2 separate regions of the Mus musculus genome follow, and region 1 is linked to region 2. Evidence: chromatin contacts called from public promoter capture Hi-C data. All regions are on one chromosome and are shown on one strand. The core of a region is the stretch at or near the end of the contact, and the rest is flanking DNA. Distances in the headings are between cores, read along the strand shown. Region 1 holds the start of Nfkbil1 (nuclear factor of kappa light polypeptide gene enhancer in B cells inhibitor like 1). Region 2 holds the start of Tap1 (transporter 1, ATP-binding cassette, sub-family B (MDR/TAP)).

Region 1 (6,508 bases), core at 2,918-5,417, 1.0 Mb after region 2:
AGTTCCAGAAGAGACAAGCCTACAGAAAGAATCTATGTAAAAACAAACAAACAAACAAACAAAAACAAAACAAACAACCTGCCCCCCCCCAAAAAACAAAAAACCAAGCAAACCAGCAAGCCAAACCCTAAAGAAGACCAAAGCAAACCTTAAACCCCAGACCCTAACATCAGAATGATAGCTTGTTTTTCCCTCCCCCCAAAAACGGAGAGAACTATATTGCCTGCCAGTGTCCACTCATGCTTGCTCTTTGCAGAGTGGCCACTGTTTGACGCATGCTTTACTGATGGGTCCCTCTGACAGCTGAAACTGATCTTCCATGACATTCACACACACACACACACACACACACACACACACACACAAAGCCTAAAATGTGAGCCTCTTCTGGCCCCCTACTGTGTGTGGTACCCCCCGCTCCCCAGTCATTTCAGTGTCCTAGGGCAGCCCTCTGACCTAACAGGAGAGTGGAGGGGAGACTCCTGCAGGTTCAATCGCTCAATCTGCTCAATGGATCAATCTCATTCAACTATCTTCAAAGCAGCGGGCAGCCGCTGAATGAGATGAAGTTGGGATTAGAGCGCCACCTCGTGGCAGAACTGGCAGGTGCCGGGAAAACGGTCTGAAAGACCAGGGGTTGGGAGAAGTGTGGAGGGATGGTTTCCTCTTTGGACCATTGCAACCTCTCAACTGTGACATGCAGACAAGTTCCCGAAACTCCCCAGGGAGGCCTCACTTTCGCCACGGTGTGTTAAATGTTTCACATGTTTCTCAGAATTCTATACGACAGTGGCGGTGCCTATTCCACCATTAGGAGATCCTCAGCCAAGTTAACTGAACCGCGGAACTTATCATTACGTAGCAAAGCTGCAGCCAGTCCGTGGCTCATGTGTTATTACAACCTCCGTTTCGGAGGCGAACAAGCTCCCGAGGTAAGGGTGCAGGCCTCAGGATCCGTAAGCGGCAACCCTAGGCACCACACTGCTACCACCCAGGAGCTGCCTCTTAAACTGTAGCCGGCTGCTGAACTCTATCTAGGTACACATCTCCTGAAAGCATACCTAAGAATACTTTAAGTGCTATAACAACCTTGGGTGAACTGAACGGCTATAAGCTCTTAGAGTAAACTGGTCTCTGGTCCAGCCATAAATTCCTGTACAGTGTGACTCTGAGCTGAAGGTTAACTGCCTGACCATCTAACCGCTACCTCTCTGCTTCTGTAAGCAAAGCTTGCTTGCTGCAGCTGTCCAGAGCTGCCTTTCTGTATACGCCACAATTGCATTTTTTTTGCTCTTAAAACCTCAAACTGGAAGTGAGGCTGCTTCCGGCTTGCTACTCTGCTTGGAACAGCCCTACTGGTGGTATATAAAGATTCCACAGGACGTATTCAGGAGTCTGGGGACTTCTTCTCTTCAGGTATCCCATAATAAACTCAGCCAGGCAGCTGCAGCCTTCCTCTCTTTAAGCTTAAAGAAAATCAACTACGCAGGCCCATCTTATTTGTGTTAGAGGATTTTGGGTTTGGTTTTGGTTTTGATCAAGGAGAGGCCAAGCTGGAGATGAGTGAGTGAGCAGGGTTGTTGATCTGTGGGCAGAAGGCCGTCCGTCTCTTAACAGACGGGCCTCTCCTCCAGTTCTAGTCTGGAAGCTGCTCTCCAGGGAATTGCTTCTGCTGTCACTGCAAAGGCAACACCTACGCTGTTTCCAGAACTGTGGGATTTGGCAAAACTGATCTAGAAGTATGCCATCTGGGGCTAGGTCAAGAGGCTGGGGGAGCAGGGGCAGGAGAGTGCAGGGTTCTGGTAGGAAACCCCTGAGTGTTAACCTCAGCGGGATAAAACTAGTCACACCATAGCCGCCATGTAGGTTAGGTGAGATCTGCTTGATGGCTTTTTTTTCCTTCACTTTTTGAGACTCTTAGGCCCTGCCCAGACTGGCCTTGAGGTGTTCCCGAGGGCTGGGATTACAGGAGTGTGTTGTGAACTTCCTGTCTTTCTAGGCGGGGAGGCTGTTTCTGGGCTGGCTATCTGCCAGTAAGTAACACAAATGAACTAGAAAGAGGCTGTCTGCACTGTGGAGCCACTACCGATGCTGACTGGAGATGTTTTGTTGACGTCTCTCTACCGTGGCTCCGGCTAGCTTGGATGTAGAGCAGACTGGCCTTGAGTTTGCAGAGCCCGGACTGCCTCCGCCTCCAGACCGCACCACCAGCTTAAGTAGGATTTTTGTTACAGAATTTTGGTGAGAATGAAGAAAACTGGTCTGGCGCCTGGTATGTGTCAAGGGACATGAGTCCATCCCTAACACACAGCAGCAGATCTCCGGCATAACACCAAGTAAAAGTTTCAAGTCCTCTGGCCGGCCCAGCTGATCATGTGACAAAGCATGGATACTTTGTAAGGTGTTTGTGGCATTATTACAAGGTTGCCATTGTTTTGATTATGCAAGGAGAGAAGCAAAATTAAGGGGGTGGGGGTGGGGTGAGTGGAGCTGGGATCTGACCTGAGCAGTCAACTGCAAGGTAAAAAACCATCAAAGAAACAAAGTAGTCACTGAGCTGAAAGCTAGGAAATGTAAAGAAAGAGTTGCGAGCTATGCGGCTGGGTGTGGGAGACACATGCCTACAACCTCAGCACTTGGGATGCAGAGGCCAGCCTGAGAGACTCGGTAAGACCCTGACTCAAAAACAAAAACAATCGGGCTGGTGAGATGGCTCAGTGGGTAAGAGCACTGACTGCCCTTCTGAAGGTCCTGAGTTCAAATCCCAGCAACCACATGGTGGCTCACAACCATCTGTCGTGAGATCTGACGCCCACTTCTGGCACGTCTGAAGTCAGCTACAGTGTACTTATTTATAATAATAAATATGGGCAGGAGAGAGTGCGGTTGCCCTAAAATTCAATTCCGAACAACCAGATGAAGACTCACAACTATCCGTACTGCTACAGTGTGTACTCATATACATAAAATAAATAAATCTTCAAACAAACAAACAATCACACCATGCTAGCACACACCCCTTAGTTGATTGGGCGATGTTAGGATAAGCTTTTCTGTTACTAGAGAGATATGGCCACATCCCAACCAGGGATCTTCAACAGTTCCCAAGGACCAAAGAACTAACTTATTTCCCAACTATTTTGTTGTATGATACAGGGTCTCTCTGTAGTCTTGGAGCTCACTGTGTAGGCTACATACTTAGAGAGATTCTCCTGCCTCTGCTTGCCCAGAGTCAAAAGACCTGCGCCACCACACCAGGCCTTTATTTCCCACGCATTCTTTCAGTTCAGATCTGGCCAGCTTCTCAAGACCAGTTCCCACGGACCCACTCACCATCAGGGCCCTGGCGGGCAGCAGCGTGCAGCGCCGTGTCGCCATGGCGGTCCTGGTGGGCAGGGTCAGCGCCGAGACGCAGCAGCAGGCACAGGGCAGGGGCATCGTGGCGGGCGCAGGCCCTGTGGAGAGGCGGGGGCTGCCCAGCGTCCACATCAAGCCCGGGATGTCGCTGGAGGAGAGCCTGGGCTCGCACCAGCCGTCCTGCAGACAAGTACCGCCGGAAGCGTCGCTCTCGGCGGTGCCGGCGGGAAGCGGAGGCCATGGAACAACTCTGGGGCTGAGGAAGAAGTGGGAAATGGCAGCGGTGAGGTCCCAGCTCCGCTCTTCCCCGTTTCTCCCTTTACCTCCTATTTCCTCCCCCTTGCATCTCCAGCAAGAGATAAGGCCTATTCTAAACTCTCATCCCTTAGCAGATGGCAAGTTTGGGGCGGAGGGTGGGGATGGGGTTGGAGTTGGGGGCTGGTGGGGAGGGGGGAATCACAGAGTTAATTTTTGATGTAATTTTTGAGAAAATGATACATAGTTGTTTTAAGGTTCCAGAGCCCAAGAAAAAAGTTAATTCTGAACTTTGGAGGGAAACAACAACAACAACAACAAAAATCAAGTAAGGCCAGATGGGGGCAATTTTCATTAGCCACAAATCTGGAGAAAAGTCACAAATTCAAAGAGCGATCTAGAAATGGAATATAATGTACCCGACAGACAGACGTAGAGGCTTCTTCCTCTGGGGCCTGGGGGGAGGGGTTACTCATCAGACCTGCTCCCCGCCCCCCCAAGGACCCTCAGAGACGGAGGCCGGAGGCCTGGGCTTAAGACGCTCGGAGAAGGGAGGTGGGGAGGGAGGAGGCGCGCCAGGATGCAGGAAATGGCGCAAGCACACGCGCAAGTTTCGGGCGGAAATGAACTGTGTGTTCCATCCCGGAAATCGTACCGAACGCTCGGACTGGGTGACTTGTGATTAGGTCTCCGGAGGGGAAATAAGACAATTTGCGACATAGGGTCCTCCTGCAAGCGGAAGATGAGAGGCGAGCTTTCGAAGGGAGGCAGAGGCAGAGGCAGGCCTGGTCTATAGGGCGAGCTGCAGCGACAGCCAGGACTACAGAGAGAATCCCTGTCTCGAAACACACACACACAATCTCACACACACACACATAATCACACACACACCACACAACCACAATGAGGCCAAGTATATGGGTAGATCAAAAAAGAAAAACACATGGTTAGACACTAACAAGGCAAACGTAGGACAGAGCAGGGAGATGTGTGCAGACGTTCAGATTTGGGGGGAAAGTCTGAAGAGAAGATGGAGGCTGAAAAGAGGGGGTAAGGGCGGAGGGAGGCGTGGAGACACAGTTGGGAGTGTAAGTGAAACCCAGCGTACTGTGTCCAAGCGCATCCTTACCTTCCCACACCATTCTCATCGCCTTTGTGTCTCCTTCGAGACCACCAACCAAGATCTCCTCACACCCAAACACTCTGCCCTCCGCTTCCCCCAGACCCATCTCTGTGGACCCTGGTGACACGGAGAGGCCCTGCACCTGCTGCAGTAGTCAGCACAGGGCTGGTCTCTGCTGCCCTCGGGCGGCCGTTTCGGGTACTACCTCAGTGAGGTTCGAGAGGAGGACCAGTCATCAGTGTGAGGATGACAGACACCCACCCGGTGCAGGAGACTGAGTGAAAACGGGAGCGCTAAGACCCAGTGGGAGTGGAGGACCGCATCAAGGGCCCGGAGGAGTAGGCGCTGGAGGGTGGGAGCCGTCTGGTACCTCGGTCGCCTTCGGAACAGCATCCTCTCTAGTGATAAAAATGGCCAGTCAGACCCAGGGTATCCAGCAGCTCCTCCAGGCTGAGAAGCGGGCAGCGGAGAAGGTGGCCGATGCCAGGAAGAGTGAGCCCCCCTTTCCTCTCTTAGGAATATGGAAGGAGAATTTAGGAATAGGGGATAGCGGGCATTTGAGTCCTTAGGAAAAAAAAGCCCAAGGACAATGAGGACAGATGGGGGACTGAGGCTATTAGGGTAGAAGAAACGGGTGGGTTTTACAGTCTAGCATTTGGTTGGTTGACAGGAAACTGGATAACTTTCTAGAGGGCACTGATCCCACTAACGCACCTGGTTGTGTGTGTGTGTGTGTGTACACTCACTGTCCTTCTGCCTCTAGGGAAGGCCCGGCGACTGAAGCAGGCGAAGGAGGAGGCTCAAATGGAGGTGGAGCAATACCGCAGGGAGCGGGAACAGGAGTTTCAGAGCAAGCAGCAGGCGGTGAGTTGAGGGGGACAGGGATGGCCCCACCCAGGTGCAAATCGGTGGGTGCCTCTTGCCAGGTGTATACAGGTGACTAAGAAATTAGGGTGTCTGAGAGCTGAAGAGGCCCTGACAAGGACCACACATTGGTAAAGCTTTGACGGGATCTGTAAGGTCTGAGGGTTTTAAAGGGTACATGAGACTTGTGGGGCAGCCTTCACAGTCTGTATGGTGGGGACAGTTTTATGGTCAGTCTCAGAAGTAAGGATTGTGCCCACCTGCTTGGTATCTACATGTTTTTGTGGGGTGGGAATAGTTTCGAAAAGGCTTCCCAGGCCTTCCTCTGAACCTTTCCTCCTACATGCTGGGACCCTCCTTTCTCTGTGTCTGCTTTTTTCTTTCTCTCCTCCGCCCCCATCCCCCAGGCCATGGGCTCTCAGGGGAACCTGTCTGCTGAAGTGGAGCAGGCCACAAGACGGCAGGTTCAGGGCATGCAGAGTTCCCAGCAGAGGAATCGGGAGCGCGTCCTGGCTCAGCTTCTCGGCATGGTCTGTGAAGTCAGGCCCCAGGTCCACCCCAACTATCGGGTTACTGTCTAGAACCATCGCTCAGGGACACATCCCTAGAGTGACTCCTTCTGTCAGCTCCGTCCACAGAGAAATATCCCAACTCAAAACCACTTGTGTCGCATGCGCAGAGCCTTGGGTTCAATCCATAATATCATCCCCCCCACCCACCAAATCGCTTCACATAATAACCTGTTGCTGGAGGGGAGGCTTCTATGTGACAGGATCCAATATTCCCCCCTGAGACTTACAAGTAGCCTGTTCAAACCCGACAAACCCGAATCTCTCTGTTCCATGACACCCACTGGAAGTTTACTAATGAATGCCCACGTCATCCCCACCGGACCCCTCTGTGAAATAT
Region 2 (6,045 bases), core at 2,781-5,280:
TCTGGACCACAAAGCTAGAAAGACATGCAACTTTCATCTCTCTGAAGAGAGGGGTGGGGAACCCTGAGACCTGGAATGGACACACTCACCTGTCCCCCCTCACATTGGTCCCAGCCAGCTACTATGAGATGCGCTAACAAGTCCTCACGGTACTTGTAGGAGATGTTCTTCACCACGTTTGCAGCAGCCAGAACGAGGGGCGGCTCCTCCAGCTCCAACCTGAAGCGGATGTCGGGAAGGAGGGTCAACAGCACTCTGCTGAGTCTCACTCTTGTTAGCCCATTGCCCTCTCTGCCAAGTCACGCTTGAACCAGCGGCTGCACAGATACCAGCTTCCCTCCCATGTGCCTAGGGGGGCCAGAGCTCCACAATGGAGGTCCTCGGCTCTTCACCTGCTTTTCTCTGCTCCACCTTCCCACTCCCAATGATAAACCCCTCCCTTGCCTCTAAGGGCCCTGCCCTCGTCGGTTAAAGCAGATGATAAGCTTGCTTCCGTCCCAGTGACCTTGATTTCTCCTGGCAACTGCCTGATATTAGGAGTGGGCCAAATGGCTGTCTTCTTCCTGAGTTCCTACATCAGGGCAGTGATGTGCACTTTTCAAGTCAGCACAGGGGAGGTGGAGTCACTACCGTGATTTCCTCTTCACAGACGCAGAACACTGGCTCCCAGACACTCCAGTGGGAGCTCAAAGCTGGCAGAGCCACGCAGTTGGGGAGTTTTAGCGGGAGGGGAGTCAGGACCCCAGGGCTTTGTACCCGTGTAGCTCCAGCTGGTAGGCGGCCATGTCAGCTATGGCTTGGGCATCAGCAGCGGAACCTGAGAGGGCACAGAAGATGTGCTGGTGCAGAGGGGAGAGCTTGTCGAACACGCGGTTCACCACTGCTGTTCTGTAAGGAAGAACCAAACGTTCAAGTTGGTTTAAAAAGATAATTGTAGAGCTTGCAATGCTTAGGTTAAAGCAGGAAAAAAAAAAAAGACATCTCAGATCAGTAAGTCACTGTAGTAATCAAAGTTAGATGTGCTTGGCTCTGTGTGTGTGTGTGTGTGTGTGTGTGTGTGTGTCGAGGGGAGGTGTAGCCCAGGTGGTAGAGTACCTACCTGGCACGCACAAAGCCCAGCATAGCATGAGGTGGGCATGGCGGCCATACTTGTACTCCTAGCACTCAGAAGGTAGAGTCAGGAGGAACAGGAGTTCAAGGCCAGCCTTGACTACATAGCAAGTTTGAGGTCAACCTGGGCTACAGGAGAGATCCTATTTTAGAGACTATACTCACAAAACACTAGACTTTTAAAAATAGATTTGTTTATCTTTATTTCATGTCCATTGGTGTTTTGACTGCATGTTTGCCTGTGTGAGGGTGTCAGCTCCCCTGGAACTGGAGTTACAGACAGTTGTGAGCTGCCATGTGGGTGCTGGAAATTGAACCCCGGGTGGTAAGGAAGAGCAGTGCTCTTAACCACTGAGCCATCTCTCCAGACCCAAAATATTAGACTTTTAAAGACTTATTTTTTTTTTTTATAACAAAACAACAAAAGAACACCTAGGCAAGAAAAGTGTGCTTCTATGGCAGGCAGTGGTGGCTCACGCTTTTAATCCCAGCACTTGGGAGGCAGAGGCAGGCGGATTTCTGAGTTCGAGGCCAGCCTGGTCTACAAAGTGAGTTCCAGGACAGCCAGGGCTACACAGAGAAACCCTGTCTCTAAAAACAAAAAGTGAAACAAGAGAAAAAAATTGCCTCTTTCCAGAATTTCCTTGCAGTTCATCACTTTGAGGGGCAACGGTGGTTCTATGGAACATGGCAGAAACAGCATGGATGTCATCCCAGTCTGACTTGTGTGTGAGCAAACTAGCCAGGACGGGAGACCAATCAAACTTACTTCAAACTCAGGCAAATGAGTGAGATAACTGCTTCAGAAAACCACCATTTATCTTTTATCCTAACTGCAGATAACACAGTCCATCTACAACCTACCCGTGTCCCTCCGAGATACTATTTCTTTATGTCCATCAAGCTACAAAATATTCATGAATGCCATGGATTCAGAGGCCCAGACGCCTCTCCATCAATGCATTATGATACTTTTTTGGAAAGATCAGCTTCATTTCTTGGAAGGTTATCATACTCCTCAGAAGTGGGCAAGAAAAATGTGCACTTAGGGCCACCAGCTTCCCTCCAACACACGGGCCTTTGACACTACTCACCCCGCTGACACCCGGGAATCAGAGCCCACCACGACACCCCCGTCAAACTCCACTGCCATGATGGTTGTCTGCAGAGAGACAGTACGAAAAGTCAGAGCTAGGAGCGTCTTGAGCCTCCATCTTAAGGAGGAGAAAATGTCCATGCAGGAGGTGACCGACTCAAGGTCACCCTGAAAAGCAAGGATGGTTCCTGGAGGCAGACACAATCTGCATGAGGAGAGCAAGAACTGAGAGGAAGGCCCAGGAAACCGGCCCCGCTGCTTGTGAATTGCGTACCACATGCATCATTACTGTGAATTACTGTGACACAAGACCAGGTCTTTCCTGGTCCTGGATCCCCCACCTGCAACCTTACTTTATCAGAAGGGGAGCCTTAGTGTTACTGAACAAGGGACACAGAGAGGCCGGGGGTTAACATGGCCAGGAGTCGAGACACAGAAGCAGCAAGGATCCTTCAGGTAGGGCACAAATTTCACTTAAGCGAAGTCTCTGCAGCCAGGGGAAAGGACTTCTGGATAGCAGAGTTTTTCCAGGTCAAGGAAAGAATTACGGATAAGTGAAGGAGGGTAGACACATCTACTTCCCCCACACCTTCTAGGTTAAAAGGCACCTTAGGAGACCCTTGGGTGCACTGAGAAAACTGACTTATGGAGACGAATGAGCTTCCCAAGTTGACTCAGGTCTCACTCTGAACCCTTGATTGATTTGATTTCTAAGTCCCACAGCTCCGTGGCAGCGAGGGAGACTTTTTCCAACCTTTCTGTCCACTCCATGTCGTTCTGATCTCCGGGGACCCTGCCCGCGAGTGTGCTTTCTGAGCACAAGTAAAAGGCCAGAAATGTCCACTTTGTTCCTCCACACCATGTTAACACTGTGGTTGGTGGCTTTTAGAGAGCAGAAACCAGCTGCCATCTTCCCAGCTCCTAGGTCTGGGCAAAGTTCTCAGGCAAGCATGGGAATGACGGTGTTGGGACAGGGTGGGGTGGAGTGTGCTGCAGGGCAGCACCTGGAACAAGGAGGACCACCGATCATCCCCATCTCCCCCTCAATCCTGGCGCCAGAGAGCTTGTCCTCACTCAGGGTGGGGGCTGTCTGGGGCTAGGTTAAGCAAAGATCTGTATGATGTGTAGGTAGGTCCTTTTCAGTGAGCCTCCATATTACCTTCTCTCAGGTGCTTCATCCAGGACACCTCAGCACCTCTTTTGCAGGGGTCCCCAAGCCCCTCACTTGATTTAGCCAGTAACCCCAACTGCGCAGTCTAGAGTGAAAGCGAAAGCGCTTTGGAGCAACTTCCCTTAGACGCTTCCAGCTCAAGCCAAAGAACGCACCTTCTCACCAGCTTCGCATGCGGATCCCTCCACAGACCCCTGGACACCACACTTCTGAGCAGGGATACCCTACGTTCACTGTGGAGCGCAAGCGCTGGGCGCTACAAGCTTCCTAAGTCTCTTGGTTTACTTCCAGAGCTTTAGGGGTCCCTGATCACTCCACCCGCTGACTCTCACCCCGAGACCCATTACCCCGGTGTGGACTTCTTCCGTCCGGAACGAGCCGGCGGTAGGTGCTCCTGCCCGCAGCATCTCAGCAGAGCGGGGCTCGGCTTTCCAATCAGCGGCTGCGCGCGGTGCAGGCAACTTGCAGACTGAGGCCCCGCCCCATCATCGCGCAAGGGGCGTGCCGTTCTACCAGCATTTGGCGCCCAGAGCAAACCTGAGCAGGGCAAATCTGCCCAGAGACAGGTGACGACAGAGGGTCCTGCCCTCAATCTGGGGTGGGGCCTGGGATGGGAAAATTCACGCAAGCAAGTTAAGGGGGCTGGGGAAGAAGAGGAGAATGAGATTCATGGAGAAGAACACGACAGGCCAGGGCTGCTAGGCAGAACTCCAACTACAGCTTCAGCGGCAGCTTCCAGAACAGCCTGAGCAAGCCAGTCTCAGAAGGAGGCGTGTCTAGTGATTCGAGGTCGGCTTTCGGTTTCTTCTTCCTCTAAACGCCAGCACTTCTAGTCAGCTCCACCAGCTCGAGCGGGTTCCCGGGACTTTACGCGCACGCCCTCGGACCCGCCCTTCTTCCTTCCCCACGGAGACTCCTGTGCAGCGCGGACGTCGAGAGTCCCAGGCTAGGACCAGACTCTGGACAGCTCACGCTCGATGGCTGCGCACGTCTGGCTGGCGGCCGCCCTGCTCCTTCTGGTGGACTGGCTGCTGCTGCGGCCCATGCTCCCGGGAATCTTCTCCCTGTTGGTTCCCGAGGTGCCGCTGCTCCGGGTCTGGGTGGTGGGCCTGAGTCGCTGGGCCATCCTAGGACTAGGGGTCCGCGGGGTCCTCGGGGTCACCGCAGGAGCCCATGGCTGGCTGGCTGCTTTGCAGCCGCTGGTGGCCGCACTGAGTTTGGCCCTGCCTGGACTTGCCTTGTTCCGAGAGCTGGCCGCCTGGGGAACACTCCGGGAGGGTGACAGCGCTGGATTACTGTACTGGAACAGTCGTCCAGATGCCTTCGCTATCAGTTATGTGGCAGCATTGCCCGCAGCCGCCCTGTGGCACAAGTTGGGGAGCCTCTGGGCGCCCAGCGGCAACAGGGACGCTGGAGACATGCTGTGTCGGATGCTGGGCTTCCTGGGCCCTAAGAAGAGACGTCTCTACCTGGTTCTGGTTCTCTTGATTCTCTCTTGCCTTGGTAAGGGAGACTGGGTGAAAGAGCAGGCCACAGGGGACAGGGCAATGGGCATTCCAGGCAGAAAGGGAGAGTAAAGTAGTCCCGGGAAGCGTCAGAGACACTAAGGAGGCAACTTAGGCGGAAAGAGAAGGACCCAGGCCCGAGAAGGGGTCCAGACAAGGGCGTTGGGGACAGGGTCTTCTGGGAGCAGAACTTCACATCATAGCCCAAATGTGAAGGTTTCTTTCCACACCGCCATCTTCTCCTCTCCTCTTCTCTCTCCTCTCCTCTCCTCTCCTCTCCTCTCCTCTCCTCTCCTCTCCTCTCCTCTCCTCTCCTCTCCTCTCCTCTCCTCTCCCCTCCCCTGCCCTCCCCTCCCCTCCCCTCCCCTCCCCTCCCCTCCCCTCCCCTCCCCTCCCCTCCCCTCCCCTCCCCTCCCCTCCCCTCCCCTCCCCCTTCCCCTCTTTTCTATTCTTTCCTTTTTGAGATAGGGTCTTTCTTTGTAGCTTTGGCTCTTCTGGAATTCATTATGTAGCCCAGGTTGGTCTCAAACCCAGAGAGATCTGCTCGCTTCTACTTGGAGTGCTGGGATTAACAGCCTGTGCCCCCAAGGTCTGCTAACCGCCCTCAAGTAGCCCTTGAGAAGTTTGATGTAGCCGAGCAGGCTTGGGTCTGTGAACAGGCTTGGGTCTGGGAGCTCAGCTTCCTGGATAGTGGTGAAGGGAGAGGGGCAGAAGTTGCGGGTAGTTTGCTCATAATGTTTGTGACTGAGGTGTCTCTCCTCTCTCCCCAGGGGAAATGGCCATTCCCTTCTTCACGGGCCGCATCACTGACTGGATTCTTCAGGATAAGACAGTTCCTAGCTTCACCCGCAACATATGGCTCATGTCCATTCTCACCATAGCCAGGTGTGGAGGATGGGAATGGGGGTCCCAGAGCAGAGGGGACTGGCTGTTGGGACTGTCATTTAAGTTACACTTCTGTGGGGATCTGGGACTCTGTCTCAGGAAGGAGACAACTGATCCTCCCGTGTCTCTGACTCTAGCACAGCGCTGGAGTTTGCAAGTGATGGAATCTACAACATCACCATGGGACACATGCACGGCCGTGTGCACAGAGAGGTGTTTCGGGCCGTCCTTCGCCAGGAGACAGGGTTTTTCCTGAAGAACCCAGCAGGTCTCTCATG

The links. Promoter capture Hi-C pulls out the DNA fragments that hold promoters and counts their contacts.
Region 1: a contact with region 2 is called in a promoter capture Hi-C map of pre-B cells, with 3 times the contacts expected there. The contact joins the promoter of Nfkbil1 here to the promoter of Tap1 in region 2. A contact is called at or near these places in 5 of 39 promoter capture datasets (the HPC-7 cell line, frontonasal cranial neural crest, liver and 2 more), 1 of 15 datasets of contacts at CTCF or cohesin (embryonic stem cells), 1 of 484 Hi-C or Micro-C datasets (B cells) and 1 of 9 other capture datasets (adipose tissue).

What each region holds. Positions count from the first base shown.
Region 1 is chr17:35,231,619-35,238,126 of GRCm38.p6, forward strand. Nfkbil1 (nuclear factor of kappa light polypeptide gene enhancer in B cells inhibitor like 1) reads right to left here and starts at 4,168. Exons shown (of 4, transcript NM_010909.5): 1 at 4,032-4,168; 2 at 3,334-3,613. The coding sequence starts at 4,088. Atp6v1g2 (ATPase, H+ transporting, lysosomal V1 subunit G2) reads left to right here and starts at 4,978. Exons shown (of 3, transcript NM_023179.3): 1 at 4,978-5,227; 2 at 5,499-5,599; 3 at 6,007-6,508. The coding sequence starts at 5,146. The coding sequence ends at 6,180.
Region 2 is chr17:34,183,526-34,189,570 of GRCm38.p6, forward strand. It overlaps Tap1 (transporter 1, ATP-binding cassette, sub-family B (MDR/TAP)), which reads left to right and starts at 4,031. Exons shown (of 11, transcript NM_013683.2): 1 at 4,031-4,880; 2 at 5,653-5,767; 3 at 5,905-6,035. The coding sequence starts at 4,355. Psmb9 (proteasome (prosome, macropain) subunit, beta type 9 (large multifunctional peptidase 2)) reads right to left here and starts at 3,805. Exons shown (of 6, transcript NM_013585.2): 1 at 3,725-3,805; 2 at 2,205-2,272; 3 at 757-888; 4 at 90-219. The coding sequence starts at 3,784.